Regions from separate parts of the Mus musculus genome. Here regions 2 and 3 are each linked to region 1. Evidence: chromatin contacts called from public Hi-C data. All regions are on one chromosome and are shown on one strand. The core of a region is the stretch at or near the end of the contact, and the rest is flanking DNA. Distances in the headings are between cores, read along the strand shown. Region 1 has its middle 44 kb from the start of Rasd2. Region 2 holds the start of Mcm5 (minichromosome maintenance complex component 5). Region 3 holds the start of Rasd2 (RASD family, member 2).

Region 1 (2,919 bases), core at 190-2,689:
ATAAAAATCAGCCCTATCTAAAGTCAGCTTATTCTTAGGCGCTAGGTGCAAGGGCTTCACACTCTAGCCACAATTCTAGTTTATTGTATAACCCACCACCAGGGGTCCCTTAGTAAACACCTATTCTTCTGTGCTTTATGAAAGTATGCACCAGGGAAATTCCGTTCTTGCTAACCTTTCTGTGAATAACACAATACTCTAGTTCCTTCTTAAGCCACAACCCACCTTCTTCCTAGACAATTGTAAATTCCTGCATATGGGAGTGACTCAGCTGCTATTCTAAGTGTTTGTGGGGAAAACTCCATTTACCAGAGGAGCCCACCAACTTTCTTCTATTATGTAATATAGTCTGCCGTATATGACTGTAATGACAACTCTAAGTTTACTTTGTTGAACTTGCCCTGAGATTTCTAACTTTTTTTTTTTTTTTTTTTTTTTTGGGTTTTCGATTTTTCGAGACAGGGTTTCTCTGTATAGTCCTGGCTGCCCTGGAACTCACTCTGTAGACCAGGCAGGCCTCAAACTCAGAAATCCGCCTGCCTCTGCCTCCCGAGTGCTGGGATTAAAGGCATGTGCTACCACACCCGGCGATTTCTAACTGTTATCCAGTAAATTGCAATGTCTGATTTCTTTCAGTATCTCTCTTTCAACACTGGAAGCATTTTGTCTGAATAAGTAACATTGTTACAAATTTCCAAGCCCAAGGTCAGCTCAACGATTGACTAGGGTGTTGGAACACCAGTGGAGGCCAGGAAACAACATCCAATCTAACTTGGCTATTTGTCAAATCATTCCTTGGGGGCACCTATAATAAAACAATACTGAAAGAAAGCACGCAAAACCCTCCACCGACTATCACAAGAACAAATCCGGACCACATCTGTGTTTTGGGACTCCAAGGACCTCCAGGAGACCAGTTTCTGTGAAACTTTTTGCCTCAGGACTGCAGCCAGCTTTTGGACTTGTCATGCAGACTCCACTGGAGTGGGTGTGGCATATATTAATTCTCAGGCACATAGTAAACTTCATCCAGTAACGCCCGTGCTCCTGACTTACTCAGACACATTCAATATTGCTAAGAGGTCATTTGCATAGATGAACTGTTGCTGTGTAGCTCAGAGTTTCCTGAGATAGTTAGCAACTGTACACTTGTGCAGACAAGATGTAGTCATGCTTACCTCAGGCTATGCATTCAGAATGGAATCCAAACGACTCCCTGGAAGACAGAATCACGCAAGGCAAAGCCTGGCCTGTAAGCAGCTGCTTTTTGCCACTTGGAGAGCGGGGCCCAGCCTAATCACCCTTTCTAGGCGAGTGCTGCCAGCTGGCTCCAAGCCTGGATAGACCTTCTGCCCCTCCATCGCATCCAGCACTTCACATAGCAGTGGGTGGGCAGGCTGGGCCTTCAGGGCCTGTATCACATCTGGGTTTTCTCAGTGCTTTACAACTGTGCCTGGGCCCATTGATGTCACCAAGCCAGACTTCTCCTTCCTACTCAGTGCCCCAACTCCTCCATCTCTTCTTTCAGCTGGAGTCAGGTTGTTCAGGGACAGGGTTAGAGAGCACAGAGAAAAAATGAGTTCCTTATTTCAGAAGGCACCACCATAGGGAACAGGGACTGCAGGGACAGGTAGGCCTAAGCCCATGTCCTGAGCAGCTGGCAGCTTCTGCTATCAAGGGCAGGATGGCTGACAGCTCTGGAGTTCCTGGGGCCCTGAGATGGGAGATTTGGCCCTAGCATTTGGTTCCTCTCTATATAACTGGCAACATTCCTCCACTTATGACATTTGCTGACCCAGACCACATGTTTTAAACTTGGAATTCTAGATCCTAGAACACCGAGCATCTCAGAAAGCAACTCCAACCTCCAGGAGGCAGGCAGCTCGCCCAGGCCTGAGAGCTGTCTGTCCCATTGTGGTTGGAGATTTCTTACTTCAGAGGCCACTGGGTAGCCTGTGGATCCAGATCCAAGCAAGGCTTTCAGAGATGACTCAACAAGTGTGCCATCTGGGTGTGGGCCTCCGTGTCCACACCTCAAAATTGAAGGGCCTTCATAGAACACGGACACAGGACATGCCACATAGAAACACCTGATAAGGCTACTGCTGTTGCTGTTTTCCCGCAGGTTCATGAGCCTGAGGAGGGCTACAGTTTTCAGTGACTAACCAATAAGTCTAGATAGGTCTTCAAGCCTTCAGAGCAGGACCCTGCAGCACACACATTAAGGGTCTGGCTAATTCCTCACTCCTGAGCTGGTACTCATGGCCAAACCCAAGCACTCGCAGCATTTCCTCAAGGGACATGTAGTTTACAAAATGGTCTATAAGCATGCATGATGATGAGAAAATGACAGTCACAAGGACAAACATAGGCACACAAGCTCACAGACACATACATGCATGCCCATTTGCATGCACACATGTGTGCACATACACAAGTACATATGCCTATACACATGTACACATGCTTACAGGTTCAGCATGCAGCCAGGTCCTCTGCTTCCAACCTCTCAGTCCTCTATGCTCCCTCCTCTCCTTCCACTATACACTTTGTCTGGCTATTTTCCAAAACTCCCCAGTCTATCACTTGACTGAGAGTCTCCGCTAGAGCCCAGCTCATCTGCAGAGCCAGAGCAGCTTGACTTGAGGTCCTCCAGATGTTAGCACCTTCTCACTCCCCGGCCCTTAGGGCTTCCCACCTTAGGTACCATGAGGCTGAAGCTAAGACCTGAGGGACCAAAAAGCTATATAGGTCAGCATGGTGCCACCATCAGAACACCTCTCAGAAGCTTTGGGTGAAGGGTCCCTGGACATCTCGGGCACCCAGTCCTGGTCTCTCCACCATAGAATAAGAGACAAAGGCTCAGAGACGCCAGGAGGGTGGTGGCTCACACCTTTAATCCCAGCACTTGGGAAGCAG
Region 2 (2,919 bases), core at 242-2,741, 60 kb after region 1:
ACGAAACAAAACTAAAGGGCTTAAGCCTTAATTATGATTCAGGCTTAAATCAAGGAATGACTTGTACCAGAGGACACCTACGAGATGATTTCCATTGGTTTCCCTGTTGCAATCCTTCATTAGACTGAGTCTGGTGGAACACTCTTCAAGGTTTTGACCCGACTGGCTACACATCAATCAATTTCAGCTCCAACAACACTTCCTCTAAAGTATTCTTCCTCAACTCTCTACCCTCTCAGCAATAGCCACATTGTCCCCACGTTCTTTTCTTTTCGAGACAGGGTCTCATGTACACCAGGCTTCTACTTCTGCCTCCCAGTTATGGATGGCATTTACTATTTTTTTAGTCTCCCTGATGGATAGGAACTCACTGTTGTTCTGCAAGACTCAACTCTGCCTTCCCTTTAAGACATCAACCCCATTGAGGTAATTTTACACAGGATAAAGACTAAGTTAAGTCAAATGTCTTGGTCAGGGTCACACATCTGGTGCTCCAAGCTACCTGTCTCAGACGCCTTCTGCACCACACAGCGGCCATGCCACCCTGACTAGCCATTCAATAAACTCCTACCTTCAGAATCCGAATGCTCGACGGGCTGGCATCTGACTTGAGCATGACCTGGATGTCTTGGAGCAGCTCATCTCCAGCTGGCCGGGGCCGGGTCACCTCATCTGCCACCTCCTTGGCAGCTTCCTCAAGCTGAAGAAGAGGAAAGGCATAAGCTGCTGGTGATGATGGGGCAGGGCCCGGGTTTAGGAGGCTCTGAAATGGGTGCTACTCACCAGCTGTAAGTGCTCGGCCGGCTGTTTATGCAAGTGGTCAGCCAGTTCCTCGTCAAAACTGGCCAGGTCCTCCATCTCCACCTCGATCCAGTATTCACCCAGGTTGTAATGCCGCTTGAGTTCATCTCTTTAGTGGTCAACAAAGGGGCAGAGGGACAGGAAGGGTGCATTGAGGGACCGTCAGCAGCAGTGCCTGTGCACCCCGGTCCTCACAGGCACCAATGCCCCCACCTCTCTCAAAAGACACCTAATTGTAGACCACTCTATCCTAAATTTAGGCCTGAAGAGGGACTGTCAAGAAAAGGCGTCCCCCGTAAGAATGGTTCACGGACACTGTCGCACCTGTACTTGAAGGTGAAGCCCGTGCGATCGGTGCCCACTCGGTACTGTCTCAGGAACTCCTTGAATCGCCTCTGCAGTTGCGACTTGCGGGCCTGGCCCTCTTCCGCACCGGGGTCGCCACCGAAGCTGTCGCTGTAGAAAATGCCCGGGTCGTCGAAGCCCGACATGACTGTACCTGGGTCAAGGGAGACAGAGAGCTGAGCACCCCGGGGCGGCGGGAGCTTCCCTAGACGGGGTCCCGCAATTCCCTCACCTCACAGCGGCGCGCCACACGAACCTCAGCCCTCCTAGAGGAAGCCGACTTTCGCGGGAAAAACCAGCCTCCGCGTTTGTCCACCGCGGTCTCTGCGCTCCTATTGGTTCGTTCAGCGCCGCGGATAGCTATTGGACTGCTCTGCGCCGGTTGAGTCCCGCCTCCAAGGCCTGGTTCCCAAGATGATTGGCTGTGGCGTCTTGGTGACGTCACGAGTCAACTCTTTCCGGTCTCCATTTTGTGAGGCTGGACGTTTTGGCGCGAAAGTTCTTGGCGCTAGCAGCTAACCGAGCAAAGATGGCGGAGAGGCTCGGGAGCTTTGTGAGCGTTTAAACCTTAGGCCTTCGGAGAAAACCTAGCCCAGTGGCGCAGGTCTGTCAGCCCCGCTCCTCGTAAAGTCTAAGCAGGAGGATCGCAAGTTCAAGGCCAGCCTGGGTGACTTAGGGAGCCCCTTTCCCAAGTAAAAAGGTGGGACTTGAGAGATGGATCGGTGGTCAATAGCGTTTGCTGTACTTTTAGAAGACCCAGTCTCTGTTCTCAGTACCCTAGTCAGGGGCTCAGAACTGCCTGTGACTCCTGCTCCAGAGAACCCAATGTCCTCTCCTGGCCTCTATGGGCCACGTACATGTTAGATGTAGAGAGAGAAAGATATATGTATCTGTACATAAGTACACTTTTTTTTTAAGTAAAAGGAAACGGACTGGAGCAATGACTGAGCAATTGGATACAGACACATAAATAAAAAGTAGACTTATCAGCCCTCCCCCATATCTGCTAGCACTAGGGAGGCTGAAGAAACCCTGCCTTTAAAATAAGTATATGAGAAAACCACCCCTTTCAGAGCTGCTGTGAGAAAGCAGTATGCCTGAGGTGTACTCTTGCTCCAGCCCGGCAGGAGGTGCCAGAGTGCTGTCTCCGCAGCTTTGGGACCAGGTGGCTCACCTTCCCCTACTCAGATAGTACCAAAGCCCAGGAAGCCAGGGATGTTTTCTTTCATTCAGATTCAGACGAATAATTATGATGACTGTAGAACTTTTTTAATTCCTTGGCAATGCTTAAACCATGCAAAATTCATGGCCAAATTCCAAATGGAAATCTTGGGGGGGGGGGGAGGCAGATTTAGCATAGCAACCTTAGTGTAGATTTTCCTTTGAGTTCCTCCCATCCACACGAACAAGTGGAAACCTATTGCTGCAGCAACCATTCAAACATATATTTACAGAGAATAAAGTTTGAGCATTTTTGCAATTAAAAAAAAATACCAGGTGAATCTAAGACTTGGTTTTCTCAGCATTTCATGGTAATCCCTGTGTGCCAAGACAGGTTTAACACATTTTATTTTAGATTGCTTTATTTGCTTCTTGACCAAAATCGAGGCTGTTCTTAACAGTTGTCACCAATAGCAGGGATGTAATTCCGCATTGTTGGCTGGGGCTTCCCCTCAGGTACAGATGGAATGCTGGACTTAGGCACTGAACAGAATTTTAGCAAAAGTCAGAGTGAAGCAGAGTCAGCAAATTCACTGGTCAAAAGACAGAGTC
Region 3 (2,919 bases), core at 212-2,711, 44 kb before region 1:
CCTCTTCAAAACACCACTCCCACCCCTCTAGTGGCTTCAACTAGTCTTCTCCTAATAGCTCTGACTCAGTGGAGCCCCAGTTGGCACTGGACAGGGAATGACTCTGTGATCCATGTTATAGTCCTGTTTCCTCTCTCCCTCTAGGCAGCTGGGGTGGCATCCTGCCCAGGACTCTGCATACCCTGCCAGCAGCTCACAAGCAGTGCAACTGTGGGCCATTCACCCTTGTGTCTGCCCCAGTGCTTGATGGGAGCTGAACAGGTACAGATTGGTCAGGATGAGTTCCTTGGGTGCACCCCAGAGCCAGGTTCACTACACTACCTGCCACACCTGTGTGCACATCCCAAGCCTCTTAGGACTGACACGCTGTAGTCCTGACTCCTCCCCTAGGCTCTGGGGAGTCTCAGGAGCTTTACAAAGCCACCCTTCCCATCCTGGGGATGTCAGGAGGGCAGAGAACAGGGGGCATCTGTTTCTGGATGATCAGCTGTGTCAGCACAGAACCTCTGAGTGATCTGGTTTGTGCACTCAGCTCACCTCTCTGTTAAACGTTGGGTAGAAACAAACGCAACACGGTCAGGTACCCAGAAACCTTTCCAATACAAGACTCTTTTCTTTGGGCAGTCTCTCTGAGTAGTCATGAGCCACCCGGCTGCTCCCAGCCCCGTGGACGACTTGCAGGGACTCTTTTTTGTCCCTCTGAGGCTTAGGAGGAACCTGAATCAGAGAGTCCAAAGCCGGTCGTTGCTCCAGACCCTAGTCTAGCTTCCAGGAGGTCCAGGACAATCCAATACCCTTCCTCATCCTTCGTGGACTGGTGGCAGAGGTGGGCAAGAGAGTGTGGCTCAGAGGCCCCACACACTGGCCACTTGAGTTCAGGAAACCATGGTAGCAAGGAAACATTGCAGGAAATGCTCCAAAGCTCAAGGGACGCTAGGATAGGTTAAAGGACCCCTGATCATTCTTGCTTGAGGTTTTATCTAGGGAGGGTAACTGCCTCTTCCTCTTGAGTCTCAGTTTCCTCCTTTTAAAGTGGACTGTCTCTTGGTCTAAAAGAAAGCTCCCAGGGACAAACGGAGCACACAAGAGCTCAATAAATCCACTTTCCTACGCTATGTAAGGGGCTAAAGACCACCAGAGGTAGTAGGCTAGGCATCTAGTGAGCTTAATGCTCTACGTGTATAAAGCATCTCAGCACGTAGAGGGTACAGTTTAAGTTTCCTTTGTCATAAAATGCCAGCGTCACCGAGCTTGCGTCCCTCTACTGAGCCGGCTGCCCCACTCCACCTAGCTACCTCTCCTGTTCTATTGGGATGTCTCCCTTACCTGAGAACAGCGGGACGGACCCCGAGCACGGCTTGGAGGGCTCCCTGGAAGCTCCTGGAGGTGCGGGGAGCCGCCTGCCGCTCCGACCGCTGAGTCTCCCGGCGTCTGCGGGGGCTCCAGGGTCACTGCGTACGGATCCTCCTGCGCGCGGCGCCCGGAGCTGGGCTGAGCGCGACAGGGCGAGGAGGCCCGCGGATCAGGGGATGATGACCCATGGGTGGGCTCCGAGGGCTCGGCGGGGCTGGGGCGCTGGGCTGGCTCCGGCTCGCCGCCGGCGGCCCTGCCCTGCCCCGACAGGGGGGACTCCGGTTGAGCCAGGTGCTCGAAGGTTTGGGGACGTCCAGTACGGGGTGCCCCCGCCTGGAGCTCCGCGCTGAAGGGGAAGGGGCACGACTCCGGGGATATAGAAGCGAACCCCGGAGACTCAGGAGGACTTTTGGGGGTGACGATCGGCCTACGAACCCGCCTGGCAGCTTACGTTACCTCCTTCTCTGGACGCAAAGCGGGTGGCCGCGTGCAGGGTAGAGGGGTTTGTGCGCCGGGCCGTCCTTCCCGGCTGCCCTCAGTCGGGCAGCCGACCCTCGCGGAAAGGACCGCCGCTTGCTCCTCGCCCGACGCCGCTAGCTGCGCTCAGCGCGCAAGTGGGAGGGGGCCTCGAACGCCGCCCCGAAGCTCAGCAGCTCCAACTTCGCCTGAAGCCCACGTCGCTCCGCACTGTGCCTCCTCTCCCCAAGCGAGGAGAAGTTTCTTAGGGTGGGTTCCTCCCTCGTGCTCTCCCGGTGGCTCAAGCTCGGGCTCCAGATGCGCAACCTACGCCTACCTCGGGCCCTGGCGCGCGCTACGTCCCGAGCCCACCTGCCCAGCGCCGCCGCCTGGGCTCTGCCGCCTGCACCCCGCCCCCGCCATGAGCAGCCAATCAGCGGCGGGTCCCGCGGCCAGGTCCCGCCTCCGCCCCACCCCAGTCTAGGAGCCGCGGCAATCTGCGGCTACGCGTGCCCGGGCGCGTGGGGCTGGGGCCGCGGGGGAGGAGGGCTATCCCGAGGCTTCGGCCACGCGCACCGTGACCGGAAGACCGTAAGGCACGGGCCTGGGAGGCTGACACTGAGCACGCACTCGCCCGCAAGCCAGCCCAAACTGTGGGAACCCGCTCCTGACCTCCCAACCTCGCCCTGAGCGAACCTCCACCCCCTCCGATGCCCACCTACGTTCGCCGGGAGCCCGGTCCAGGCCGCGGCTTCCATTGCGAACGCTTGGCCTGCGGAGCACATGGGCGGCACACGTGCAGCCACGAGGGGCCCTGAATCACCTTGGGTAATGGAAGCAGCTCAGAGTGAACTCTATGGAGAGACCTCCTCTGGCTTGGTGGGACCTAGTCTTCCCGTCCCTGACAGAGCCAGAGCGTGCTATCCTAGGGAGCGCTTTGAACCAAGCCAGACATCAGGCGTTCTTGCTTCCACGGGCCACATATTTCTTAATGTTTTCTTTAATCCAAGACCCGCTACCCCCAACACATTTTTCAGTCTCATTAATGTCATTGCCTTACATGGGAAGCCTGTGTCCCAGGCCATAAATAGAAGGTTAGTATAAAACAAG

Evidence for each region. A called contact is a pair of places that touch in the nucleus more often than the background predicts.
Region 2: a contact with region 1 is called in a Hi-C map of uterus, with 2.6 times the contacts expected there. The contact joins the promoter of Mcm5 here to the enhancer-like site in region 1. A contact is called at or near these places in 2 of 39 promoter capture datasets (the C10 cell line and hematopoietic stem and progenitor cells), 1 of 484 Hi-C or Micro-C datasets (uterus), 1 of 115 datasets of contacts at active chromatin or transcription factors (embryonic stem cells) and 1 of 9 other capture datasets (liver).
Region 3: a contact with region 1 is called in a Hi-C map of uterus, with 3 times the contacts expected there. The contact joins the promoter of Rasd2 here to the enhancer-like site in region 1. A contact is called at or near these places in 3 of 39 promoter capture datasets (the HPC-7 cell line, HPC-7-derived erythroid cells and trophoblast stem cells), 10 of 484 Hi-C or Micro-C datasets (the G1E-ER4 cell line, bone marrow-derived dendritic cells, embryonic fibroblasts and 4 more), 3 of 115 datasets of contacts at active chromatin or transcription factors (bone marrow-derived macrophages and embryonic stem cells) and 1 of 9 other capture datasets (liver).

Annotation. Positions count from the first base shown.
Region 1 is chr8:75,168,016-75,170,934 of GRCm38.p6, reverse strand. No RefSeq gene overlaps it. Among named protein-coding and RNA genes, the nearest start is that of Rasd2, 44 kb to the left of the region's middle. Within about 2 kb of position 1,439, at least 7 of the 459 cell types and tissues checked have an H3K27ac peak or open chromatin away from gene starts, as enhancers often do. A contact at or near this core is called in uterus, where this site is marked.
Region 2 is chr8:75,108,081-75,110,999 of GRCm38.p6, reverse strand. Mcm5 (minichromosome maintenance complex component 5) reads right to left here and starts at 1,491. Exons shown (of 17, transcript NM_008566.3): 1 at 1,379-1,491; 2 at 1,126-1,300; 3 at 784-910; 4 at 572-700. The coding sequence starts at 1,292.
Region 3 is chr8:75,212,486-75,215,404 of GRCm38.p6, reverse strand. Rasd2 (RASD family, member 2) reads right to left here and starts at 1,461. Exons shown (of 3, transcript NM_029182.1): 1 at 1,327-1,461.